Regions from separate parts of the Mus musculus genome. Here region 1 is linked to region 2. A link is a contact called in public promoter capture Hi-C data. All regions are on one chromosome and are shown on one strand. The core of a region is the stretch at or near the end of the contact, and the rest is flanking DNA. Distances in the headings are between cores, read along the strand shown. Region 1 holds the start of Mrps21 (mitochondrial ribosomal protein S21). Region 2 holds the start of Mex3a (mex3 RNA binding family member A).

Region 1 (6,033 bases), core at 1,285-3,784, 7.3 Mb after region 2:
GCCAGAGCTGCACAGTGAGACCCCTCTCAACAAACAAACAAACACACCACAGCCAAACCAAACAAAGCAAGAGCTGGAAAGACCTCACTGGCTACAAGGGCACCTCTCTCTCTTCCAGCACCCAGGTCAGTGGCTCACAACTTCCAGAACTCCAGCTCCAAGCAGGCCAATGCTTCTAGCCTCTGGCAACCTGCACTCAAGTGCACATGCCCACATACACACACATCATTAGAGATGAAATAAAAAGGCATGCCAGGCTACGGAAGCCTAAAAGAACTAGAGTGGTACAGTATCATCTGGACGGACTAGTCTCCACCCACAATGTAGTGTCCAGACAGTTCTCCACGGAGCCTCTCCTCTCCAGCCGTGTCACTGTGTTTAAGTGGAGGTGTAGGTTTGTTTCTGTCACATGTGTGACCTGCAGAGGGCAGGCAGGAGAGTGTACTGGATCCCTAACATCAGTTGTTGGTACTGGGAACCAAACTTGGGTCCTCTGCAAGAACTGCAAGCATTCCTGATCACTGAGCCATCTCTCCAGCCCCTAGCTCTATGTGTCTGCTTATGCTATAACTCTTTGGAACCTGAAATGCCTTCTCATCCATGACTTATTTCTTCAAGAGCACAATTAGAATCCATCTTTGCTAGCCAGGCACGTAAACAATATCAAACACACGATCAACCTCAGCATCTGGGAGACGGAGGCAGGAGGATCAGGAATCAAGGTAATCCTTGGCTACACTGCCCATTCTAGGCCAGCCTGAGCTACATGAGATGAACAAAAATCACAGAGGAATTAATCCTCTCTAGTAGCCTTATTCCACAGATACTGGCTCAGCTGAAATGCACCATGCCTCTGCTTCTTGTTTCTCATTCCCCTCCCAGACTTTTTTTTTTTTTTTTTTTTTTTTTTGACATGAGGAGGGGTCATCTGAGACTGAGTCTAGTCACCATCATCTAAATTATTCTCAAATTCTTCCTGTCTCTACCTCCCAGGTGCTGGGATTACAGTGTGCCCAGCAGTTTTTCGGGGTCTTTGGATAGAACTCAGATTTATCATCAAGGGATGATAGCTGCTTGTTGGATAAGCTCCATCGAGCTGAATTTGGAGAACTTCATTTTTAGGATAATAAACTGAAGGGATAAGAAGTGTCCAGAGGGGCTGGAGAGATGACTCAGTAGTTAAGAGCACTGGCTGCTCTTCCAGAGGCCTTGAGTTCAATTCCCAGCTACCACATGGTGACTCACAACCATCTGTACTGAGATCTGGTGCCCTCTTCTGATATGCAGGCATACATGCAGGTAGAACACTGTATGCACAATAAATAAATTTAAAAGAAGAAGAGGAGGAAGAAGAAAGAGGAGGAGGAGGAGGAAAAAAGGAGGAGGTGGAGGTGGTGGTATTCAGAGCCTACACAGAGCTGGCACCAGTGGTAGGCTTTATGAGGTGGTAGGCTGGGTGCAGGATCACCTCACATTTCCCACGGCTGGTCCAGGCAAGACTCGACTCATTTTACCTGTTCAGGGTCCGGTAGGCACCTTCCACGTTCCCCTCCTGAACCATCACTGTCCTGGCAATGAACTTCAGATGTTTAGCCATGGCCTCGTATTTAAATCTTCATTCTTCCGGGACTACAGACTGGACATCGAGCATGGAAACCAGAGACTCAATGTAAGAGAACAAAGCCCAACAGAGTCACAACTTACCATAGGTAGTTTTTATTTAATTTAGCAACAGAACCAGCTTGAGATCCACAGAACTGGGCTGGAGGAATTCTCCATATCTTAGTAAGTACAAGTAAGTCTGGAGAGATGGCTCAGTAGTTAAGAGGATCCAAGTTCGATTCCCAGTACCCACAGGGTGGCTCACAACACATACAGTCCCAGGGAATCCAACACCCTCTTCTGACCTCTGTGATGCACAGACATACATGCAAGTAAAACACTCACACACATAAAATATAAATAACTTTTTTTTTTAATGAAAAAGTACAAGCAAATTGTTAGCAACATTTCTTTCACTACGCAGTGATATGGCTTAGCAGGTAAAGGCGCTTGCCACCAAGCCTGATGACCCGAGTTAGAGCCCTGGATCCTTACGGTGGAAAGAGAGGACAGACTCCTGCAAGCTGTCCTGACTTTCGCCCCTCCCAACCCCCCGGTCACACCAAGAAATAATTAAAAGATAATTGCCGGGCAGTGGTGGCCCACGCCTTTTATCCCAGCACTTGAGAGGCAGAGGCAGGCGGAACTCTTGAGTTCGAGGCCAGCCTCGTCTACAGAGCCAGTTTCAGGGCAGCCAGGGCTACATAAAAACACTCTCGAAAAAGCAAAGCAAAGCAAACCAAAAAATAGGTTTCCGCTGAGAGTTAGAAAGAACTCTTCGTCCGCCTCTAGGCACCACGCGAAATCTTGCCCTCCCGCCATACTCGCTTTGCAGCTCAGTGAACCCCCCCACACCCCTCGAGCTCCCTACCTGGGGCCTCTGAATTCGGACTCCGGGTCTCTGCGGACCGGAAGCGGAAGCTACGGAGTCCCGCGACGGGAGGAAGCTACGCTGCAGGGCTCAGCCGACTGCAGCTCCGCTTACCGTCTGACCTTGCGAAGGTTCGGTGCTGAGCGCAGGCGCTGGACTTTCCGCCTGACAGTCAAAGGAACAGCGTCCTCACCTTCCTATGGAGGAGTCGCGGTCGTCGGGTCTGCGAGAAGGTCAGCCCGATCCGTAGCTCTAATCCTGTTAAACTTTTACTAGATTTGAGCGATTTCGTTTTCTGGATGGGAAATGGGAAGCGTCCTGAGAATATTTTCTATTTAAAAAGGACAGATCTGCTCACCGGGTGAAAAAAATGGCTCCACACCCCCTAATCTGCCTAAAAGTTAAGAAAAGAAATTACATACTGTGAGTTTCCCATTGCATCAGCTACCTAAGCCATTTCATTAAATAAAGTAGAATCAAAAAGAAACAAATGGGAAACGCCTGCAGAATTTTAAATCAAAATATTGTTGTTTTAATGCCAACTTTGCCATTTGTTGCCTTGTAAGATCTAGTAGAATTTTTTTTTCTTCCATACGTCTGGACAACCCTATGTGTATGTTATCCCCACATCTCCATATATGGTTATTTACATGGGTTTAGAAGTATCCATATACAGAAAAACCTACCCACAACACACACAGATGCACCCTCATCTGTTACTTCTTTAAGGGATTTGCTTTTATTTTGTGTGTGTGTACGTGTGCCTGCGTGTATGTATGTGCACCGTGTGCGTGCGTGCGTGCAGGAGCTCAAGAAGGATTGGAGAGGTGTTGGGGCCCTGGAACTGGAGTTAATAGGAGGCTCTGAGCTGCCATGTGGGTACTGGGAACAGAACCTGGGTTCTCTGCAAGAGCAATTAATTTTCTTAACCACCGGGCCATCTGGCCAGGTCATTATCAGTTAATAGGTATTCACACAAAATTTAAGCCTGCCTCGTAGTAAGCCAAATCCAAAGTCCCAAACTGAAGCTAGACACCTTTGTGCTTGTCAGCAAACCTAATTGAATGACTGTCCTCTGCTAAGCACTGCTGATACTATTCCAGTGTCTCTTGTACAACTGACAGTATGTAGACACAATTTTAGGCCCAGTCGCATATAATAAGTGCAAAATTAATTCTATGGACAGTACGTAATCCGTTAGAAAGGAGTTCTAGCTTCAGATTCTAAGCATCAGCAGACGTATGACTTTGAACAAGTTACTCAGACTAGGGGTCTGCACTTTTTGTCTAAATAAAAATATTGGAATACTACCATGTTTATTTGTTGATATTATACGGCTCTCTTGGGCTATAGTGGTAGACTTGGGTAGAAGAAATGGAGATCTGTGACCTACAAATACTTATAATCTAGATCTTGCTAAACATGAACTTTCAATCTGGCTTCTTATTTGTAAAATGATGCTAACATCTACTCTGTTGGTCTCACAAAATTGGTCATAAGAATCGAATGGGCTCACAGTCAGCTATTGGATGGATCACAGAGCCCCCAATGGAGGAGCTAGAGAAAGTACCCAAGGAGCTAAAGGGATCTGCAACCCTATAGGTGGAACAACAATATGAACTAACCAGTACCCCCAGAACTCGTGTCTCTACCTGCATATGTAGCAGAAGATGGCCTAGTCGGCCATCATTGGGAAGAGAGGCCCCTTGATATTGCAAACTTTATAAGCCCCAGTACAGGGGAACAGCAGGGCCAAGAAGTGGGAGTGGGTGGGTAGGGGAGTGGAGAGGGGAGGGTATGGGGAACTTTTGGGATAGCATTTGAAGTGTAAATGAAGAAAATACCTAATTAAAATATATATTTAAAAAAAGAATCGAATGGGATATAATGTAAGATAATTCATTAATTTTTGTTTTAATTTTAAGGTTTATTTTATTATTATATGTGTATGAGTATTTTGCTTACATGTATGTGTGTGCCTACATGTATGTGTATGTGTGTTATGTCTGTGCCTGGAGGTCAGAACAGAACACTGAATCCCTTGGGCCTGGAATTACAGATGGTTGAGAGCTACCATGTACATGCTGGGAATTGAACTTGGGTCTTCTGCTAGAGTAACAGGTGCTCTTAACTGCTGAGCCAACTCTTCTCCTCTTGTTATCATTTTCTTTTTTACTAGACTGAAAAAAAAGTTTTTATAAATGTATATGGGGGGTGTTGTCTACATGCATGTCTGATGTCCAGAAAAGCCTGAAGAGAGCATCAGATCCACTGGATCTGGATTTACAGATGTTGTAAGCCATCATATAGGTGCTGGGAATCTAACCTGGGTCCTCAGTAAGAGCTGTCAGTACTATCAACCTCTGAGCCTTCTGCCCAACTGCAATGCCCCTAAGTTTTAAGCCTAGATATCTAGAAAAATGTTGGCATCATATATTTCATCAACAGAAGAGGAGTCATTGTGTGTGTGTGTGTGTGTGTTTGTATGCATGTGTGTGCACTCGTGCAGGTGTATGCATGTGTACATGTGTACAAGAGCTCCCATAAAAGCTCATGTGTGGGGGCTGGTGAGATGGCTCAGTGGGTAAGAGCACCCGACTGCTCTTCCGAAGGTCCAGAGTTCAAATCCCAGCAACCACATGGTGGCTCATAACCACCCGTAACGAGATCTGATGCCCTCTTCTAGAGTGTCTGAAGACAGCTACAGTGTACTTACATATAATAAATAAATAAATCTTTAAAAAAAAGAATAATAATGATACATTTTTTTAAAAAAAGCTCATGTGTATGTGTCATAGCACATGTATGGAGGTCAGAGGACAACTTGCCAGAATTGTTCCCCTCCTGGCACTGGGTGGGTCCCATGTCTGAGTCTGAACTCAGATCATCAGGCTTAGTGGTGGGAGACGCCATTACCCACTGAGCTATCTCACCAGGTCTTTTACTTTATAGATGTGTGTGTGTGCGCGCATGTGTGTGTGTGCGCGCACATGTGTGTGTGTGTGTTCGTTCTTGTGTGCCCATGTGTGCATGTATGTGCAGACATATGTACACGTGCATGTTCCTGGGCATGCCCAGAAGAGGGCATCAGATCTCTCAGAGCTGTATAGCTGTGGGATGCCCTGGCCTGGCTTACTAAATGGTTTCTGGGATTCTGACTCCAATCCTTATGATGAGATGGCGACTGCTCTTGACTGCCTAGCGGTCTCTCCAGTGTTCCTCACACGTCTTTTAAAACAGGGTCTAGGTTGGTCTGGAAGAAGATGTGTAGCTGATGATGACCCTCCATCAGCTTACGATCCTCCTGCCTCACCTCCCAGGGGCTGAGATGACATCCACGTGTACCCATGGCTTTGTGCGTGAACCACCAGCACTGTATGGCGCTACCTCCACAGCCATAAAATGCTAACATTTTAATAAATTTTTAGCTAATTGAAAGTATTTGGACTTATTGTATATGTATGAGTGTTTTGCCTGCATGTATGTGCACCATAGGAGGTCAGATATCCTGCAACTGGAATTACACAGGTTTGTGAGCCACCATGTGGGTACTGAAATCA
Region 2 (6,389 bases), core at 2,748-5,247:
GGGCTTGGAGGCCAGGCTGAGACACAAAGGGCCAGCCACCCACCCCTCCTGCCTTGGTGGCTCTCCAAGCCCCAAAGATGGTTTAGCCCCCACTTATTATCTTGGCCATGTGGGCCAGTACCCTGAGTCTCCATGAGAGCAGGGATCAGGTCTGGGATCCTTTCACAGGCTGCATACTCTTACCCAATATATTCTTATTAGCTGAACTAAGTTGAAGGCAGGCAAGAAGGCTCATGGATAAAGGACCTGGCCCCCAAGTCTGTGGACCCCTAGAATTTAATCCCTAGGATTGCCTCAAGTTGTCCTTTGCCTTTCACATGTGTGTTATGGCACATTTGCGTATGCATGTGCACACACACACACACACTCACTCACATGCATGTACACACAAAACACACTGAAAACTGTTCTAAACTCCAGCACACTTCAGCCTAAGAGGGAAAACTGGCTGCACATTCAGCAAGAAAAGCAGAGGCTAGACATCCAGCTGTACTTCCAACATGAGGTATTAAAAAAGGAAAATAGGCCAGGTGTGGTGGCACACACATGCAATACCAGTAGTTATGAGATGGAGACTGGAGTTCAAGGCCAGGCTCAGCTACTAGATTAATTACATAATGTGTTTCAGGCCAGCCTGGGTTATGGGAGACCCTACCAAGAAAAGAAAGAAAGAAAGAAAGAAAGAAAGAAAGAAAGAAAGGAAGAAAGAAGAAAGGAAGGAAGGAAGGAAGGAAAAAGAGAAAGAAAGAAAGAAAGAAAGAAAGAAAGAAAGAAAGAAAATGAAAAGGGAAAAAAGGCAAAAAAGGCGGCCGTCAAGATAAAGGGACTTGCTACCAAACCTGACCCTCTGAATTCAGTCCACAGGACTCACTCACGTGGTGGAAGACAGAACCTGTTCCCACAAGTTGTTCTCTGACCTTCATGTGGGAGTGCTGCAGCGGGTGCACACCCGTAATATATAAATGAAGTACAATTTAGTTAAAAAACAAAAAGGCGCCCGGCGATGGTGGCGGTGCACGCCTTTAATTCCAGTACTTGGGAGGCAGATTTCTGAGTTCGAGGTCAGCCTGGTCTATAGAGTGAGTTCCAGGACAGCCAGGGCTACACAGAGAAACTCTGTCTCGAAAAAACAAAAACAAAAACAAAAACAGAAAAAGAAAAAGAAAAAACCCAAAAAGGCCAGGGAAACCTCGTAAGCATGAGGGAGGCTGAACTGACAAGGAGAGACCGAGGCAGCCTGTGAGGGGCAGAGTAACAGGGGCAGGGGATGAAAAACCAAGGCCAACCTGCTTGATGGGACTTGGTGACAGCCTCTCATGTCTCCCTCCCTTCCCAGGGCACTGGAGTTAGGTGTATCCTTCTACTTTGGTAGTCACTGTGTGGACAGCTGAAAACAGGCACTCAAGAGTGCTTGGAGCAGACAGGGAAATGGGTCTCCCAATATGGACTTCCCCACATTCCTATCCTCAGGCCTGGGTCACCTTTCCTGCCCTGCACCCATGCATGCATAAACACACAAACACACAGAAGTATTCAGTGCCCACAGCCAATTCAACAACTCATCAGGGTCCTTGGATTCCTCAGCAGAAAACAGGAGTTGGGAGAGGAGAGGAGGGTAGGAGAGGGCAAGGAAGAGAGAGACAGGAACGAAGAGACACACACGCAGAGGCAGAGATGTACAGATAGAGAGACAGACAGACATCCTCAGAGTCCCAAGGGGACCAAAACACACCCTCCACACTCTTTGGCAGAATGGAGGGAGTGGCTTATCAGGCATCTGTCCTTAGCCCTAGGTGTGCAGGGACACCAGGGAAGGGAAGCAGAGCTGGGCCCATGTGCACAGCAGCCCAGACGGAGTGGCATTAGCCTGAACAAAGGAGGCCTGAGCCTCAGGAACAAGAGCCGTTCCCTCGCCCCCACAGCAACCGTGCATCCATCATCTCAGCACACGCCTGTTCTGTGGGTACACCTGAGTCCTTCACACACACCTTGCCCTCCAAGAGCTAGGCTCACATGGGCTCTCTTCTGCCTTGGAGGAGGTCTGGAGTCTCAGTGTGACTTTGAGTGGGGGGTGCTAAGATCCCCTGAGGACTGGTGTATCTTTGTTGTATGGGGTGGGGTGGGGGGGTGGGGGGAGATTCCAGTGGGGTGCCACCCTGCCCGCTCCACCTTCAGTCTGTCCCTTTCCCTTTCAGCAGCATCCTCTCTCCACTCATAGATTCTGCCCTTTGTTTTCCTCCCCGATCAAATCCCCAAGGCTTTTTTGGTCATTAACCTCCTGCCTTAATTGGTTTAGTGAGGAGGAAATCAGAGATGGGGCAAACTCTGGGGGGAATCTGGTTTCAGTGAGGACAGGAAAGCTGCAAACAGCTGTTAGCCCCACCGTCACCTGGTCTCCAGTAGAAACTTTCTCCAAAGAAACTCCCAGCGCCCAAGTCCAGGTTCCTGGGAGAGAGGTGAACAGGAGTCAGAAGCCTTCCTCCACTCCTGCTGGAAGGCGAGAGCATCCACTCCCATAAAGTCCTCCATGTGGGGCACCTCCTCCCCTACTCTAGCTAGCCAGGTCCCTCAGCTCAAAGTTCTCCTTCACCATCTATACCGAAGGGGGAGAGCCACAACTCTCATACCCACCGACCACTCAGCTCAGACTCCAGCCTTCCCAAATGCTGTGCAAACGCACTTTCCAAAAATCAGCTTATAAGGACCGGGCCTGAGCTCAGCCCTCCTGGCCTTTGGCCTCACTGTGCCTCCTGACATCCCCATTGTCAATCTACTGCCCTACCTTCATGCAAAACTTTTCCTCTAGACTAGCTCAGATTTCCCAAAGGAAACCCCTCGGGCAGGGGCGGGACTCCTACCCACCCAGCATACCCATCTACTGTGATCCAACTTGGGGAGGTGACTCCTTGAGCCTGACCACAAGACCTTTAGATCCCATCCCTCTCTTGAAAGAAAAACAAAAACAAAAACCAGAAGATACAGAGTAGGGGGGAAGTAAAAAAGAAAGAAAGAGAAAAGAATGCAGTACACTCTAACTCCCCTCTTAACAGTCAAATCTTAAAAGCTTATTTATGATCTCTTTCGCCATATTTCTAGGGTTAAAAGGGCTGAATTACTGGTTTATAAAGGAGGCAAAGGAAACAGCGAAATGACCGTCCTAAGGGACAAAAGATTTCCTCCACTATATTCGAGGCTCAGGTCTAAAAAAGTAAAAATAAAAAACCTGGGTTCTCAGGGGCCCCCAATCTCACTCCTGTTACTCAAGGTTCAAGGCTCCAAATTAAGCCATACGAAGCCTCTAGGACCCTTCTGGCTTCCCGGATCAGCCCCCACCCCCATCCTCTCCCTCCACGCCTCCTCATCCTCCCCGGGTCACTGCACGGACCACGGGGGCACGAACTAACTCACCTCCCAGTCGTGGCCTCTGAGATCCCGGAACTGGGGGGCTGGGGGAGGGGGAAGGGCTTGCTACCTCCGAGAAGAGAGGGAACCACATCCTCTACCGGGGGTCCCACCCCCAACCGAACGCCCCTTCCTGGCCCCCACACAGCGCAGAGACCTGCTCCTCCCACTGTAGCGGCCGCGGGCTTTGTCTGCTCCACCAGCTCTCTCCCAGAGGCCCGAGCCCGTGGACTCCGCGATCGCGCGCGGGAGGAGGGAGGGCACTGCAGCCACGAGGCCGCTCCGCCCCGGCCCTCATTACCATAAGAAAGAGGCCCGGGACCCGCGGGCAGAGGAGAAACGCCTTTCCACACCCGCTCCCTTCCCGCATACTGCCAGCTCCTAAAATTTCTCGGACCACAACTCCCAACCCACCCGAGGCTTTTCCCGTGACCAGTGGGCAGAGCCCGAGGGGCGCAATCCCCTTCTTGCCCGGGTTGAGGAATTCCTCCCCGCGCCCGAGGGCGGGAAACTACAACTCCCGGCATGCCCCGGGCGCCCCCGGCGCGCCCCCCTCCCGTCAGTTCCATGCTGCTCCATCCAGTTCATTTAAAACAAAAGAGTTTGAGCGCTGGAAGGGGCTGGGCTCTATTGGGGGCCACTGAGCGACGCTCCGGGACTGGGGCTCGGTGCGGGAACCTAAGGGGGCGTCTGCTCGGCGGAGGGTAGAGACTCTGGGTCCGAGGCGGAGGGGTGGGGGCTAGGGCCCGCAGCCCCCCACCCCACCCCGTCACCCCGGAGCGAGAGGAGATCTGCTTTCTTGGTTTTGCTTCTTTTCCCCCACCCCCACCCGGGGGCTGGGGCGAGGGGAGTCAGGTTACAGGGTGCTTGGGGAGGGGGGCTTAGGGGTGGGTCTATCTTTCTATCTCGCTTTCTTCCCCCCTCCCCAGCTCTTTGTTCCCCCTCCCCACACACCCCCTCCTCTCCTCTCCCCTCCCCTCCTCTCTCCTCTTCTCCCTTCCACCACCTCTCTCTCTCCCTCTCTCCCCCAGCTTTTGTTTCGCCATGCCTAGTCTAGTGGTATCTGGAATAATGGAAAGAAATGGGGGCTTTGGAGAACTAGGATGTTTCGGGGGAAGCGCTAAGGACCGAGGGCTGCTGGAAGACGAGCGCGCCCTTCAGCTGGCTCTTGATCAACTCTGCCTCCTGGGTTTGGGGGAGCCCCCCGCCCCCACGGCGGGCGAGGACGGGGGAGGTGGGGGGGGCGGCGCCCCCGCGCAGCCGGCCGCCCCCCCGCAGCCGGCCCCGCCGCCGCCGCCCGCGGCGGCCCCGGCCGCCCCGAGCGCGGCCCCCGCGGCGCAGACGCCCCAGCCCCCCACCGCCCCCAAAGGGGCGAACGACGCCAAGCTCTGCGCGCTCTACAAAGAGGCCGAGCTGCGACTGAAGGGCAGCAGCAACACCACGGAGTGCGTTCCCGTGCCCACCTCCGAGCACGTGGCCGAGATCGTGGGCAGGCAAGGTAAGCGGGCGTCTGGACACTGCGAGGGTTGGAGTGGGGGCTTGCTGTCCCCGGCACGGAAAGTTCATCGCTTCCTTCTTTGCGCGCCTCTGGCTCTGTCCCTTCCCGACAAAGGGGGCCCCGCCCCCTGCCCAGATTCCAAGTGCCACAAAGTTCCCTGCTACCCCTAGTCGGGACGACTCTCGGGACCCTTCCTCCCCTGGGGCTCCGCCCGTAGACAAAGAAATATCCTGGAACTGGGAGAGGAAAGGGGAGGGGGAGCTGCCTCCCAATCCCAGGGTCTGTGCGGAGGGGGTGTCGGCTCCTGGCTGGAAGGACTGACGGAATGTGCAATTACTTGGGAGCCCCTACTCTAGTTTCTGCTTGTATACTGGGGAGGGGGCACTCCTGGGACCTTCTGCTGTTGGAGTTGGGGACTCTGAGGGAGACCTAGTCCACGAAGCCCGACTGAAGAGCTGCCTCTTTGTTGGGCTGAGTGTAGGAATGAAAGGGGGTGTGGCCCAGGGGAGGGTCCCAGTCTGGGGAGAGGTGATGAGGGAGCCCTTGGCAAAGAGGGGTCCCTTGGTCGCTTACACACCGAAGTTGGAGGGCCCCTGTGTTTGGGGAGGGGAATTTCTGAGGAAGTACCAGTCTTGGCGTGGGCCTCTCCTCCTCCGTCTTGCTTTTGTTCTGGGCTGGCCACGGCCTGGAGCTAGGGGTCTGCAGAGAAGTCTCTGAGTGAATTCATGGGACAGGCCAGGAAGGGCATGTCGGTGAAGGGGGACAGGACAGAAACCTCCACTTGGAATATGGGGGGGGGGTGCGTGTCTGGGTGTGCTGGGAGGGGTGTTGAATTAAGCCAATGGAGTATGTTACCACACCCTCCCAGCCCAGCATCCCTGGATGGGTGGGAGTGTTGGTAAGGACCCAAATTGAACAACCTGGATCTTAGGGACCCTTCCCCTCCTAGCTTCTTGTGGGGGGGGGGCGGGATTTGGATATGGCAAAGGGGCTGGGCTGGGAGGTGGAGTGGGGGGAGGAGCTGTCCCACGGTGGGGAACAATGGAGGGGCTGCATTCCGCGGGAGTAAAGAAGAAGGCCAGTTCCTGGCAGTGGAGGGGAGGCAGGCTGGGGCCCCTACCACATATTCCACTTCATCCATCCCAGTGTTGGGGCTGGAGGATTTGGAGTGGAGGAGGGGAACTTGCCCCTCCCCTGCACAGCGCCCCCTCCCTCAATCTCTTGGGGGTTTCTGGTTTAGAAAGTTGGATTTCCCCTCCTTGTCAAACCCTGGAGATTCAGAGCCTGGTGTTGGGTGGGGATATTAATAACTTTACTTGGGTGAGGTCGTGGAAGGCACCAGGATTTAATGGGGTCCTTTACTCTTCTGCTTCCTTCACAAATGTGTCTAACCATCATAAAAGTAGAGCTTGTCCTAGTAGAATATTGTCAGAGAACAGAAGTTCTCCCTTCCCCATTCTGTAAGCAGATGGAAGTCCTTTCACCTCCC

The links. Promoter capture Hi-C pulls out the DNA fragments that hold promoters and counts their contacts.
Region 1: a promoter capture Hi-C map of liver shows a contact between it and region 2, with 3 times the contacts expected there. The contact joins the promoter of Mrps21 here to the promoter of Mex3a in region 2.

Annotation. Positions count from the first base shown.
Region 1 is chr3:95,868,980-95,875,012 of GRCm38.p6, forward strand. Mrps21 (mitochondrial ribosomal protein S21) reads right to left here and starts at 2,535. Exons shown (of 3, transcript NM_001355759.1): 1 at 2,474-2,535; 2 at 1,515-1,636. The coding sequence starts at 1,597. C920021L13Rik (RIKEN cDNA C920021L13 gene) reads left to right here and starts at 2,543. Exons shown (of 4, transcript NR_040446.1): 1 at 2,543-2,706.
Region 2 is chr3:88,527,949-88,534,337 of GRCm38.p6, forward strand. Mex3a (mex3 RNA binding family member A) reads left to right here and starts at 3,998. Exons shown (of 2, transcript NM_001029890.3): 1 at 3,998-4,900. The coding sequence starts at 4,447. Gm38618 (a long non-coding RNA gene) reads right to left here and starts at 3,932. Exons shown (of 2, transcript XR_867447.3): 1 at 3,409-3,932; 2 at 1,318-2,445.